Regions from separate parts of the Mus musculus genome. Here region 2 is linked to region 1. Evidence: chromatin contacts called from public Hi-C data. All regions are on one chromosome and are shown on one strand. Each heading gives the region's core, a stretch centred on a gene start, on an enhancer-like site or on the middle of the called end of the contact. The rest is flanking DNA. Distances are from core to core; before and after follow the strand shown. Region 1 holds the start of Gpr141 (G protein-coupled receptor 141). Region 2 has its middle 58 kb from the start of Gpr141.

Region 1 (6,699 bases), core at 1,953-4,452:
TCAAGTCCTCAGTGCTAAGCTGGGACTCACACTTCCTTGAGAGAAGCATGCTTAGAAATCAGGCACTTGTTTATGTCTCGCACTGCAGGTTTTGTTCCTTAAGTGCCTCAGTAACTTGCGAAAGAGTGCCCCTCTCTAGATCCCTCCATCTTCCTTAATCTGCAGATACTATGGATATCAAAAAATTGAAATACCTCCAACCACAGGTCTTTTTAGTGACCAACATTTTTACTCATGTGCAGATATGAAACATGACTGCTGAAATTCAATACTTTCCTGATGTAAAGTTCCTTCTCTTCAAACTACAAAGTTAGTTACTTAAACTAGGAATGGATTGCCAGAAGCTGGCTGAAACAATTACCATCTTAGCCCTGTAAAGGAGATCAGAAACCACCAGAAATGATCAAGTTACATCTAACTAGGGCCTGTAAAGTAACACGAACTCAAGGTTAGTATCAACTTGGTGCCTCTAACATATTTTAAAATACAAATACATCTAAATATAGCTTAAAATGCAGGTGTGTCTAAGATGTTGGTTAAAAACAAATTTTATAACTAACTCATAGGCTTATAGACTATTACACGATTTACAAAGTAATGATTATATTAAAAATTGCCTTAAGGCCCACTCCAGGAGATGGACCCTATATCTGATACTGAGATTAGATAGCCCAGAGACCTATGGTAAAATCAAATACTATTGGTCTATAAAAAGAAAAGCAAATGTGATAGAATGGTTCCTAGTGACATCGTGCTATCCATGTCAATCAGTGCCTTGCTCTGCCATCATCACAGAATCTTCCTCTTGCAGCCACACATGCAGACAGTGAGAAACCTTGGACCCTCAGCCCTAAATGGGATGCCTTCTACTCCCCACCCACTCCACCACAGAGCTCAAGAACCCCATGGAAGTGGAGGTGGAAATAGGATAAGAGCCAGAGAGCATGGAGAACACCAAGAAAACAAGGCCTTCTAAATCAACACGAACAAGGCTCATATAAACTCAGAGATGGAGGCAGCACGCACAGGACCAACACGGGTCTGCACCACGTCCTCTGTGCTTACATTATAGCTTCCAGTTTAGTATTTTTATGGGGTTCCTGAGTGTGCAAACAAATGAGTTAATGACTTTTGTGGCTTCTCTTGATCTTTTCCTTCTATTGGTTTGTCTTGCCAAACTATGATATTATAGTTTTGTTTTATCTTATTGTTAATGTTTTGTCTAAGCTCCTCTCTACAGCTACCTGGCAACAGCCAGTTATGCCTGACTCACTATAAAAAGGACTGCTCGCCTCTCTGCTCTCTCTTGCTCTTGCCTTCTTGCTCCCTTCTGTCCTCTAGCTCCTTCCCCTTCTCTTCCCATTCCCCTACCCCCTCTCTCTCCTCGTGCTCAAGGCAGCCCCCCCAACTCTGTCTCTACTATCCTCTTAACTCCTCTCCCCATGCCCTGAATAAACTCTTTTCTATACTATACCATCATGTGGCTGGTCCCTCAGGGGGAAGGGATGCCTCAGCATGGGCCCTCGGAGGCATCCCCCTTCCCCCACACCTGACTGCACAGCCTACCAAATAAATTTCTCTCTTTATCTTTTTATAAAACACAACAGTTATTATATTTTATTTTGTTATGATTTTAGAAAGTGAATGAATGAATGAACACCTAGCCACTAGGGTATAGGTTAAAAACTGAACTGTCACCTATACCTGCTGAGAGAGAAAAACAGGTTTCTCTGATAGAGTGACACTGGGTTTATCAACCACTCCAGAATAGACCCCATGTTCAGTAGTTAACTAACATATAATGGACTTTTCAGGTTTTGTTTTTCCTGTGTGTATGCTTTTATTTGGCTATGGTTTGATGTTTCTTTTTGTTCCTTGTTTTTTATTTTTGGATTTATTTTTATTTTACTTTCTTGGTTTGGGGGAGTTTTGTTGTTGATTAGATTTTTGCTTATTTTTTAAGAAAGAATTAAATTTGCATGGGTAAGGAGGAGGGATAAGATCTGAAAAGACTTGGGGAAAGGGGATGAATATGGTCATAATATATTTAAATTTAAAAATATTTTTAAATAATAAAAAATAAGCAAAATTATATAATTTAAATAAAAAATAAAATAATTCAAAGTTAATGATATTGACATAATGCACATATGGCACAAAGAACTTACTTTCAAAACAGTATAATATCTTTATAATTGTGTGTATAAATTTGTTTATTTACTTATTTATTTATTTATTTAAAGATTCTGTTGAAATTTAAAGAGTGAATCGGGACTGAATGGTTCAGTGAGTAAACGTGTTTAGGATGCAGGCCTGTGATGAGTTCAGTCTTTGGAACCAATTTGGAAGAAGATAATTAACTCTGCCAAGTTGTCCTCTGACCTCCACACATGCACTGTGGTGCATTCCCTCCCATCCTTTCTCTCTAACACTTTCCATATCTTCTTTCCCAGTGTCTTAAACACTCATCATCATCAACAATAACAACAATAAATCAATAAATAAAAAAGTCACCATGCACAAATGCATTCTTCATCCATTGCTAGAATATGTTTAGATTGAAAGCTTTCTATTAATCTGTGACATGAGTAGAGTATTTTGGTCACTGCTGTATATTAGTGAAAATATTAATACTGAACTAACCACCAAAGTTAGAAGAGAAGGAGCCCTGGGTCACCTGTGTAGAAAATATTTTACACACACACACACACACACACACACACACACACACACACACACACACAGAGAGAGAGAGAGAGAGAGAGAGAGAGAGAGAGAGAGAGAGACAGAGAGAGAGAGAGAGAGAGAGACAGAGAGAGAGAGAGAGAGAGAGACAGAGAGAGAGAGAGAGAGAGAGACAGAGACAGAGACAGAGACAGACAGACAGACACACAGAGACAGAAAAAATACTTCACCCTTAACATAATACATGGCTCATCTCTTGTTTCTGTTTTTCATAATATCGCCTTTATTTCATATTCTCTATAAAGTTTGATAAGAAATACTTAACAGAGTAATCAACAAACCTTAATAAACATTTCTTGACAGTAGGCCTTCCTGTCATTTTTTTTTTTCACTTTGGACTATTCATCCTTAAATGCTTGGCATTTTTCGTGCTAGTGTGCTTGAAATGGCTTTGAGGTTTTGTGGTCTGATGACACCCTGAAGAACACAGAACCCTTGAGCTTCCTTTTGCACAGTGGTCAGTTTACAGACTTTGTGAACAAGGAGGGTGGATGTGCCAAGACAGCCCTGCTGCTGGAGAGCCTCTCTGGAATTTAGACCGGTAACCCGACTCAGCAACTCATACTGGAAATCTGGCTTTTAAGGTAAGTGTTGAAGTACTGGGGTAAAGGTTTCTGCAATGACCTTGATAAAAACAGGCCTCCTGTTGTTTTCTGGGTCTAATTTGGAATCTTCAGAACCAAGTGCTATGAAAAGAAAGCTCCTCGATTTTTACCACAAAGCTCTGTTCTAAAAAGAATTGCCTTCTCCTTCCTGTGTGTGACATATCTTCTGAAAATGAAGTCAAGTTTGTATTAGGTATTAAAGTGGACACACTTATTTCAGAATTTGTCCCAAAAGAGAAACAGAAATGAATCCCAGTTACAGCATCATAGAGGACTTGGTGTTAGATTTATAGACAGTTATTTAGAGACTTACCTTTAAAATGATGTGGTTTTTAGTATAAAGTCCCTTTAATGCTTTTATTGACAATGTCATCATATTTCATTTGGAACCATTCTGATAACCCTAATCAATACAAAAAAATTATCATAGCAATCACATCCTGAGAAATTTCTAAAGAAATTGGCTCAAAATAATCTGTGTGTTGTTTTACTTTTGAATTTCTGGGCGTGAAACCCAGGGCCTGCTTAGGCAAGGGAAGCACTTGGTCACTGAACTGAACTCTCAGCATACTACACTCCTTGTCATCCCAATTTTAAGTTATGTGACAGAAACACTCTAAAATTAATTTTTGAACTCATAAATAAACACCTGTACAATTAATTTTATTTTCTGAAAATGCCATTATCTCTTATATACAACTAATGGTATACTTCCAATATGTGGAATGAAATAAGATAATATTTTAAAAACAGTCATTCTCAATGATATAATATTTGTCATTTTTTTTGTATGTCTTGTTTTACTTAGTGGATTGTCCTCTGGGCTCATATGTGCTGGTAGAGATAGAAAAACCCCTTTATTTTAGACAAAGGAGTAATTTTTACTATATTTATGTCTTTATATTTTCATTACCACTGATCTATGGATGGACATTGTTAATTTTGGCTGTTGAAATATTGTAATAGTGAACATGGAGATGCTCACATCTCTCCATGATACTCCCTTCATGTCCTTAGGTACATGCAAAGAGAGGGGATTGTTGCATCATGTGAATTTACTTTATCAATGAATCCATGTGTACTTCAAAGTATGCTTCCATGTGTGTCTTTATATCTATGTATATCACTCTGTGATTTGCAATTTTGTTGATGCATTCATACAACTATTAAAGTGACTAGAAATGCAAAAAAAAAAAAAAGTCACTCTCTGACTCTACAAAGCTAGCTCTGTCCTTTTTCTAAATGTATTCTTGCAAGTCACTAAATTCACTGTGCTTCAGTTTCCTCACAGCTACAGAATATAATTGAGAAATTACTTTTTCAGTTTTACAACTCCTTATCCTGTTTTCTAAATCAATTTATAAGTTAGTACCTTAGTCAATAGGCAGAACAGGAAGAGCAGCTGGTGATCAATCAGGGGGTGGCAATTCTGTTTGTCAAAATCCTGTTTGGTTGGAGAAATATTATCTAAACCTTCTAGGCCAGAAAAGTTTGACAAACTTTTTTTTTTTAAATAAAGGCTGCATAATAATCATTTTATGCTGTGAAGGCTGAGGAAAGTTGAAGGCAACATGTTAGTATTCATGTGTCCATTTAAAATGAAACATTAAAACCACAACAACTGTTCTTAGTTCACAGCAGATACAAAAGAGAGAAGAAAGGTGGCTGGAGCTTAGGGAACAAACGTCTTTGCCCCAGGGTCCCCATTCTCCACTGTCATTTTTCATAATTTTAAAGTAAGAGGTCACCAGAATTGTTCATTTTAGCACTGGATTGTCTATAGGGTGATTTACCTATCACCTGAATTTGTCTACAAAAGTTTGAGGGGATGCAAAAATGTTTTTTAATGGGAAGAAAAGGTATACAGACCTTTTCAAATACCACAGTGGCCTAAATTCTAGCTCATGTGAAGAAAATCAGACTTATTCATGAAAATGCTCTTCCAATGTGAGACTCAGCAAGCCCTGCAAAGTTTTTAGTATTTACTATGTGAAAGCCTTTGTGTTAGCACCATAAGTAACATTGTATGCTGTCACTGCAATAATAAGTCTAGATATGATAAAAATGTTAGTCTGTTCAAATTAATGATGTCCTTCAAGGAGACTTGAGAAAAATTCCAAAACTGCTCAAGTATTTCTTTTTTATTGTAAAAGTATTTTCTTTTGTGTTACTCTTTTGCCAAATAGTAAATGGGATCTTAGAAAAAAATTGTTCACTTTGATATATTCTTACACAACTTTGGAATCCACAAAACCCTAAGGAAACAGAAGTAATTGTGTAACTGAGACCAGAGGTGTCACAGTGCTGAAATGATACCACATGTCCTACATGTCACCAAATATACCTTTAGAATCCCCTTGATTGTCAGCATTAGGAATAATGGAGGAATATATGTCAAATGTATTTGGAAAAGCTTTCTGTGTTGCTTTATTTAAATGAAACAATATGTAAAATTGTTGTGAAACACTGGACAATATTTGAAGTCATAACTATATCCATCGTTTCTTCTCGATAGTGTTTGGGATCCTGCTTGCTAACATTCTTTATTACCAGTTGTTCAGGTGTTATGGTTTTTTTTGTTTTTTGTTTTTTGTTTTGTTTTGTTTTTACAGCCTTATTGTAATTCTTGGTTAATTCTATCATCTCTTTTGGAACTGACTCTCTTTGTTCACAATGGGCACTGTAGTTCTGAGGTATCAAACCTTCCACTCAACTCTACTTAGGCAAACTTAACAGTGTCTTTTGTTTCAGTTCATTTTGGCTGATAATTAATAGTATAATAGGGTAGTGACATTTGCTTAATTAATGAATTAATGCCTGGGTAGATAGTTTGTTTCATTGGGCCAGATTTGAAGTTGTCTTGGTTGATATTCCAAGGCTACCATCATGTAGTCAGTCTGAAGGCATTAATAACAATCGGCTTCTTTACACCCTGAGTGGGAGCCACAGCCAAGGCCACCACTGCTCTATCAGGGAAAGTATCAGAGTTCTGTTGTGTGTTGATATCAGAGGCAGAATGGCAACAACCAAAGCCTTGGTGACTGCATACCAGCTAACAGACGTGTCAGAATCCCCGTTTCTTTTAGCATTTCTGGCAGTTTGGTTTCGAACACTGGATCAACAGCTCCTACCCTGATACCTGTATCTGACTGTGACATAACCAATACATCAATCACTCTGATGGTATACTCATCAACAAATTTCCCAAGAGTTGGACCTATGACCTCTATTGGAATCCTAGCATGGCTATGTTTTAACTTGCATAGCATAGCATGTTATAAACTTGTTCTGCTGTGACCATGGCAGGACACTGTGGATGACCCTGAACCAGGGCAAACACACTTTCTCC
Region 2 (7,021 bases), core at 1,476-3,975, 59 kb before region 1:
GCAGGTGAATGGATATAGAAGTTCTGAGCTGGATCAACCAGGATAAAGGGTGTGCCTTACTTGGGTTTTGATTCAAACAAGCCAGCCCCAAAAACAAACACTATGAAATTCAACCAATATCAAAAATCTGAATTTTTGGAAAATCTGAATTTTAACTGAATATATCAAGATGTCAATAAATATGAAGAATACTAAATTATTTTTCTTTCTGAAAAGGAAATGGAAGTGGAGTGGATATGGGGAAGTAGTTGAAGGTTGGGGAAGTGGAGGGAGGGAAAACTGCTTGGGAAGTATTGTAAGAGAGAAGAATCTATTTTTAATAAGAAATTTAAAAGATACTAAGAAACCATGATTTTAGGTGTGAAAATAATACATTCTTTCAAAAAAGAGTTTTTATATATATGACTGAAACATTTGTGAATTAAGTGCTGTAGTATATTTTTTTCAAAAATGTAATTTTGGGAGGAATGATGGAGATAGAAATGGGACAAGATATGTCTCCTGTTCAGAATTATTGAAGCTTAAATAATGGATGCTTGCAGTCCCGTGTACCATTCTTCATTTTCTTATACTTATAATTTTCCATTGAGAACAATCGACACACACACAAACACACACACACACACACACACACACACACACACACACACACTCTATGAGGCTTCACATGCTAAAGCTAGAGATTACCCAGATTGTGTTTTTGGAGGCCTCCCTGTAAGAATTTCCCCTTTATCTTGACCCACTAGAGACTATGGAGTTTACTTTTGCATAGTTAGCAAAGGACATTGTTTTCAGTGACTAATTGTGTTCCTGAGCGTGTGTTTGTGTGTGAGTGTACTTGTACGTGCATCATGTGTTCATACCGTGGTATACCCGTGGGAGTCATGGGACAACCGTGGGAGCTGCTCATCAGCTTCCACCTTGTTTGGGACATGGTCTCCTTATTGTTCACTCTTGTATATGCCAGGTAGCTGGCCCCAGGACATTAGGATATTCTGTCTCCACCTTCCATCTCACAAGAACCAGTAGTAGTAGATTCATGCTACCACACAGGGCTCATGCCTTCCAGGAATTCAAACTTGGTTTGTAATGCTTGCCTGGAAAGCATTTCACCCACTGAGGCAGCTCCACAGTCCTACAAAAAAACCCTTGGGTTTCATCACTTTCTAGTGTAGCACTGAGAGTTCTGCTTTTCACTGTTCAGGATTTGACTTTAGTTTCTTTTCGTAATCACATAAATACAAAAATACATCCTTATAAATTCTAAGTCGCCCATGTCTGTCATGCATGCAAAATTTTGACAAGTGCTAATAACTAGTCAGAGAACGGCTTGCTACGTGCTAGACTGGCAGATGCTTTAGGGGATAGGCATAAGTAGATACAGGGCCTTTCCTTTCTGAAAGTGGCAGATATAAGATGCCTGCAACATCGGAGAGCAGCTACAGAGTCTGGCATGCTTTTTAGCTGTGTGCTGATTGTCTAAAAAAAGAAGACTGCAGTCATTGAGCAGAGAATAATTTGTGTTTTCCTGGGATTTGGATGCATGTTAGCACAGGTATAGAATACAAAATGGGCTGTAAGAGACATGGATTGACCAGGATCCAGTCTGACAATCTAGGCTTTTCCAAAGGCCTTGGCTACTTTACACACGGCTCCAGCAAAGCCCTGCTGTGCTGGCACATTCTCAGCATGATTCTAGTTGAGGTTAGGAATATTTATCTAAATGATTCATTTTGCAGGGTCACTACTGAAATCATACTATTCAACAAATGCATGTCATGTACTGTGTGTCAGGCACGGCATTCAAAGTAAGGTGACACATTGGAGAAATCACATACTGCTTGAGCAGCCTGAAAGGATGGGTTGTGAAAAAGATGGATATTTGTCAAGTACACACACACACACACACACACACACACACACACACACACACACACACAAGTGCAACCTACAACACATGCTTTAAAATAATAGCACGTTTCTTTTGGGGGAACTGTATGACAAGGGAACCCAGTGACCCCGAGTTGTGGCTGAGATCAGAAGGGTAGAGCTGTGTAATGTCTGAGAGCCATTGGAGATACTCAACTCCAACCACCCCCTAGGATTTCCAGGCATGGGTAGGTGGACGAAACAGGTCCTTTGTTCTGCCTGTGTTTTTCATTCTTGTTGAAGTGCTTTCCAGTCTGGTTGTGGGAAGCCGTGCACAATCGACATTACAAGATGGCGCTGGCTTCTACAGTGCCTAACTAGTAAACAAGCAATGTGCGCAGGTGCTGGAGTAAATTAGTGCCAAGTCACTGCCCATCCCGGGGTGTAATAGTGGGGTGATGGGTGAGCAGCTAATCAGGAGCTGACACGTCACACAGAGGGGTATTTAAACAGCTCCATTTTCCGGGTTGGGGGTCTTCCTGAGAAGTAAGCAATAAAGCTTTGCCGTAGAAGGATCTGGTTGTCCGAGTGTGTTTTGCTGGCGAAACGTTACAAGGACATCTGGTCTTTGCCCACAGGCTTCTTGCTTTACTAATTTAGTCTTTACTATCATCCTGTTGATATTTTAGCATTGATTATACAGGGCTGTAGCAGTTATTCCAAAGCTTTGGAGGTGAGAAAGCACCACTACAAACTCCTAGGCAAAGGAGGGTTGGCCTTGGTTCAGTGACACACAGCTTCACATATTGCTAGAGCAAATAATGGGCTTATCATCTGGGGAAGGAATCTGGCCCAAACATTGGGCAACACCACAGCTGATATTAAGCAGCCTCAGGACAAGGAAGTGCTGCGGGCTGCTCAGGCGATAAGGCTGCAGGAGACAAGGGAACTGTTGCACCCCTCTAGATTGTTTGCCTGTGTGTCTGAGTCTCCAAGGTGAGGCAATGAACCTTAGAAGCTGCCCACTCCATTTGCTTACCTTCCGAAGTGGAAGGGTGCCGGGCTGATAGAGGCATTGCTGCCTGCCTATTCAAGTAGCAGGCGCCATACGATTTCTTTAACCCATGGATATGTGCTTTAAATGCAAAATAGAAAAAGGGATTCAGAGTATTTGAGGGAAAAATCAAGTTGAGAAGCAGAAAACAGAGCAAAGAAAACCTTAATCAGCATTTATTAGGCACTGAGTGACTGAGTGCATAAATAATGTGTTAAGTGTTTTATATAAACAGAAAAATATATGCTTTATACATTTTACACTTTACACAATATATACATATATATATACATAATACATACACACACATTATGTTAGTATACTATATGTGGTTTCTTTTGAGATTTTCATATATAAAAATCTCTCCTCCTCAACACTTCCCATGGCCTCTTACTCCACAAATTCATGATTTCTTATTCTGTAATTCTTGTTACATATGTACACATACATACAAATTCATACATACAACATGTTGAGTTCATTTAGTATTGTGCAGGTGTATATATATGTTTAGAGTTGAGCACTTGGGATTAACCTCTCCTAGGGCTTAGCATTGGACAAAACTGATTCTGCCGTTTGTAGTAGCCCCTGCTTGTTTGTAGTTCTTCATCTAGAGGTGGGTTCTCGTGAGATTTACATCCTCCATGTCTGCAGGTCACTTCCTATTATCATTAATCCCTTGGGTGCAGCTTCCCTATCACTCATGGAAGGCACAATCTCACAGAAGACATCCTGGTTCTGTGGCTCTTACTATTTTTCTACCCCTTCTTCTAAGACGTCCCTGAGCCTTAGTTTAGAGGGGCTGTAGTACATTAACCGATATCGGACGCTCCATGGCCAGCTGATCCCTGGATTTTGACAAGTTGTGGTTTTTTTTGTAATGGTCTCTTCCTGCTTCACAAAGAAGCTTCTTGATGACAGGAAAGAGCTACGCTTAGCTGTGGGTATATGGAGAAGCATTTAGAAGGAAGTTAGGAAGTATACTGGTTTAGGGCTAATAATAGTTCTATAGTTAGAACCTATCTAGGGCCCCTGGCCTTACTAGCCATGGGTATTGGGCTGGATTTACACTGTGAATCCTACACTTCTTCCTGTTGGAACAGATAGCTATTGCATACTCCCTAGGCTATAATGACTCTACTGAACCTTTTGGGATATCTGGTCATTCTGGCTATTGCTGTGGTTTGTAGGTATTACAGCAGGTAGGACTATTGTTTGCTTTTATCCGTTGTCACAGTGTGTCATGGTGGAAGTTCATGTTCATTGGAGAATAAACCTGTACGCTTAGTGTCAGGAAAAAGCAGAGAGAAAGAGTCAGAGTCCCAGTATCCCCTCCAACAGCCTAACTTTCACAGGTTAAGTACCACCTCTTAAAAGTTCTACCATCACCCAATAATAAGACTGAATAAACCTTCAGCTACTAGGCCTCTTGGGGAACATTCAAGATTCAAACTATAATACTGTTGTGTGTGTGTGTGTGTTATGTTTTATATTTTCATGTATCATGTGCACATATATGTTTTCTTTAAATCCATCCGGAAGATTTGTAAGTACCCTGTAGGCATTCCAATGACCTGGGACAGTGCTTGTGCTATTCTTACACTTGATCTTAGCCAAAAGGCCGAGAAGCGATTGTGCTATTTTTACTAAACCACATAGAAATAAGGAATATATAAATGTCCTTAGCTGTTTCACCTGTCTGTTTTGGTTGGTGGAGCTCAGTTCAGGGGATTGGTCCTGCTCTTTCCACTGTGACAGCTCTCTTTAGCCTAGTCATGGCCAGGAGCATCAGTGCTCTTGTTTGCCCAGCCCGTGTGGGGTGAGCATCCAGCCTTTGTCGTCATGTTATTGATTGTGTGTGCAGGTGTTTGCATGAGGGAGCTAATTCTATCCAGATTCTGCTTTTTCAAAGCTCTCCTACATTCCCCAGACTCTCACAGGGGTGTGTCGCACACACTGCACCCCAGACTCTCACAGGGGTGTGTCGCACACACTGCACCCCCGACTCTCACAGGGGTGTGCCACACACACTGCACCCCCGACTCTCACAGGGGTGTGTCTCACACACTGCACCCCCGACTCTCACAGGGGTGTGCCACACACACTGCACCCCCAACTCTCACAGGGGTGTGCCACACACACTGCACCCCCGACTCTCACAGGGGTGTGCCACACACACTGCATTAGAGTCTTTTATGGTGCAATTTTGTGAGGTTTCCATGTCTTCGGAGAGTCCTTTAGGTTATAAGCTGGGAAAAAAATGATTTTTTTTTAAGCAGCATATTATCCCTCAAAGGCATCTTTCATTAAAATTCTGTTTTTAACATAAGTAAACAAACAAAAATCCTGAGAGGAAATAGCTCCCCCTGCGACACCATCACAGACTTTTGTAGGAAGAGAGGCAGCGTTTCTGCAAAATGGTTGTCTCCCTGGTCACCACTAGGAAGCAGCTTTGGATAAGGTCCTATAACCTTGACCGGCAATGAAATGACTAGGGTTGATTCCAGCCTCTCACTGTCAGGAGCACTCCAGAGAAATGGGATGACGCAGAGTCAGAAGCCAGGATTTTGGCTTTATCACTGATTGTGTGAGAAGACTGTACAAGTCAATACATTCTTGTAATTCAATTGCCTCTACTAGAAAATGTGTGTGTGTGTCTGTGTGTGTGGCACATGTATGGTATAGGCAGAAGTTGGTGTCTGGAGTCTTCTTTGATTTTTCTCCACCTGCATATTGGGGCTGCATATTGAGGCTGAGTCTTTCACTTGTGTCTAGAACTCACCAGTCTGGGTAGTCACCCACCTGCCCTGGGCCCTGTGTCTTTGTCCATCTAGTGGTGAGTTTGTAGGGAAGCTGCCGTGCTGATGCTATGTTTTAGGAGATGAGGATCTGAACTCTCATCCATACACTTGTGTAGCCAGCACTCTATACTTGGTCATAGTTCCAGCCCACTGAAGTTTTGTTTTGTTTTTAAAAGACATTGCATTTGTTTCATATGCATTGATTACTAGAATTCTTTATTTTTTACAGTTACTGAAAAGTTTATTAAGAATTTCAAGACTTTTTGAGAAATTTAAAATAAATATAAAACATTTAACCAGAAAATCTATCCAATATACAATACCTATTAAATTTAGTATAGTATTCATGTGTGTCTGTGTGCACATAACAGTATTAACTTAAAAATTGGGGTCATGAATTTGAGAGGGAGGTTGTGGTAGCAGAAGTCAGGGGACAGTGGTAGGGGTGGACATGATGCAAATAAGGCACACATGTTCAAAATTCTCAAAAAATAATAAGTGAAAGAAATAAAACAGAAAAAAAGTTACTTAGGAAAGAAGTAAATATATGGCAAAGATAATAAATAGATAAAGCTTGAATGAAACAATGATTGAATAAAAAAGGACACAAGAAGGTCTTTTGTTTCTGGTCTTTCTTCTTATCCTCTCTATAGCTGATAATTCTTAACTGTAAAGTTTGTTCTCCAAATATTGAATCTGTAATGTTTGTAAGGACACCAAAGAAGTGGCATCCATCAAACTTGAATATGGAAGTTTTCTGAGCCTTAGATAAAATAATATTTAGCTCAAATGAGATTGTGTATTTGAAAGATAATATGAAATCCAAGAGTAAACACATTTACATCCAGTAAAGATTTCCTTCATAATAATTAGCATAAGATAGATGCATTTTGTATAATTTAGTAGCCACTGAATATCCTCATCTTTCATTTTAGAGAAATAAACCATTTTTTTATGATGAATCATGATGTAGTAACTTTTAAAGAGCCTACAATTAAGTGACAGATAAGCCTGGCTTAAAATTCCTATTCTATGTTCATTCGCCTTTGGTAACAAACTTTCCTCTTTTGTGCATTTTAAAAATGAGGACATAGTTCTGCTGTGAGGAGTAAATTATTCAAAGCACCAGACAGAATGTTTGATGCAGATATGGTGTACACTCAAGTCTCTGGCTCCTGTCTACTTAAATACCCACCTACTCCCCTATCATGTGAGTGTGTATCCTACAGTGTCGCCCATGCTTTGTGCTTCTTTGTGACCAAATCACTGGAAATAATTCTGCCTCCAGGGATTCACT

The links. A called contact is a pair of places that touch in the nucleus more often than the background predicts.
Region 2: a contact with region 1 is called in a Hi-C map of bone marrow-derived macrophages, with 2.0 times the contacts expected there. The contact joins the enhancer-like site here to the promoter of Gpr141 in region 1. A contact is called at or near these places in 3 of 484 Hi-C or Micro-C datasets (bone marrow-derived macrophages, group 2 innate lymphoid cells and nephron progenitors) and 2 of 9 other capture datasets (adipose tissue and liver).

What each region holds. Positions count from the first base shown.
Region 1 is chr13:19,820,760-19,827,458 of GRCm38.p6, reverse strand. Gpr141 (G protein-coupled receptor 141) reads left to right here and starts at 3,202. Exons shown (of 5, transcript NM_181754.4): 1 at 3,202-3,329. It also overlaps the pseudogene Gm19154.
Region 2 is chr13:19,878,830-19,885,850 of GRCm38.p6, reverse strand. No RefSeq gene overlaps it. Among named protein-coding and RNA genes, the nearest start is that of Gpr141, 58 kb to the right of the region's middle. Within about 2 kb of position 2,725, at least 17 of the 459 cell types and tissues checked have an H3K27ac peak or open chromatin away from gene starts, as enhancers often do. A contact at or near this core is called in bone marrow-derived macrophages, where this site is marked.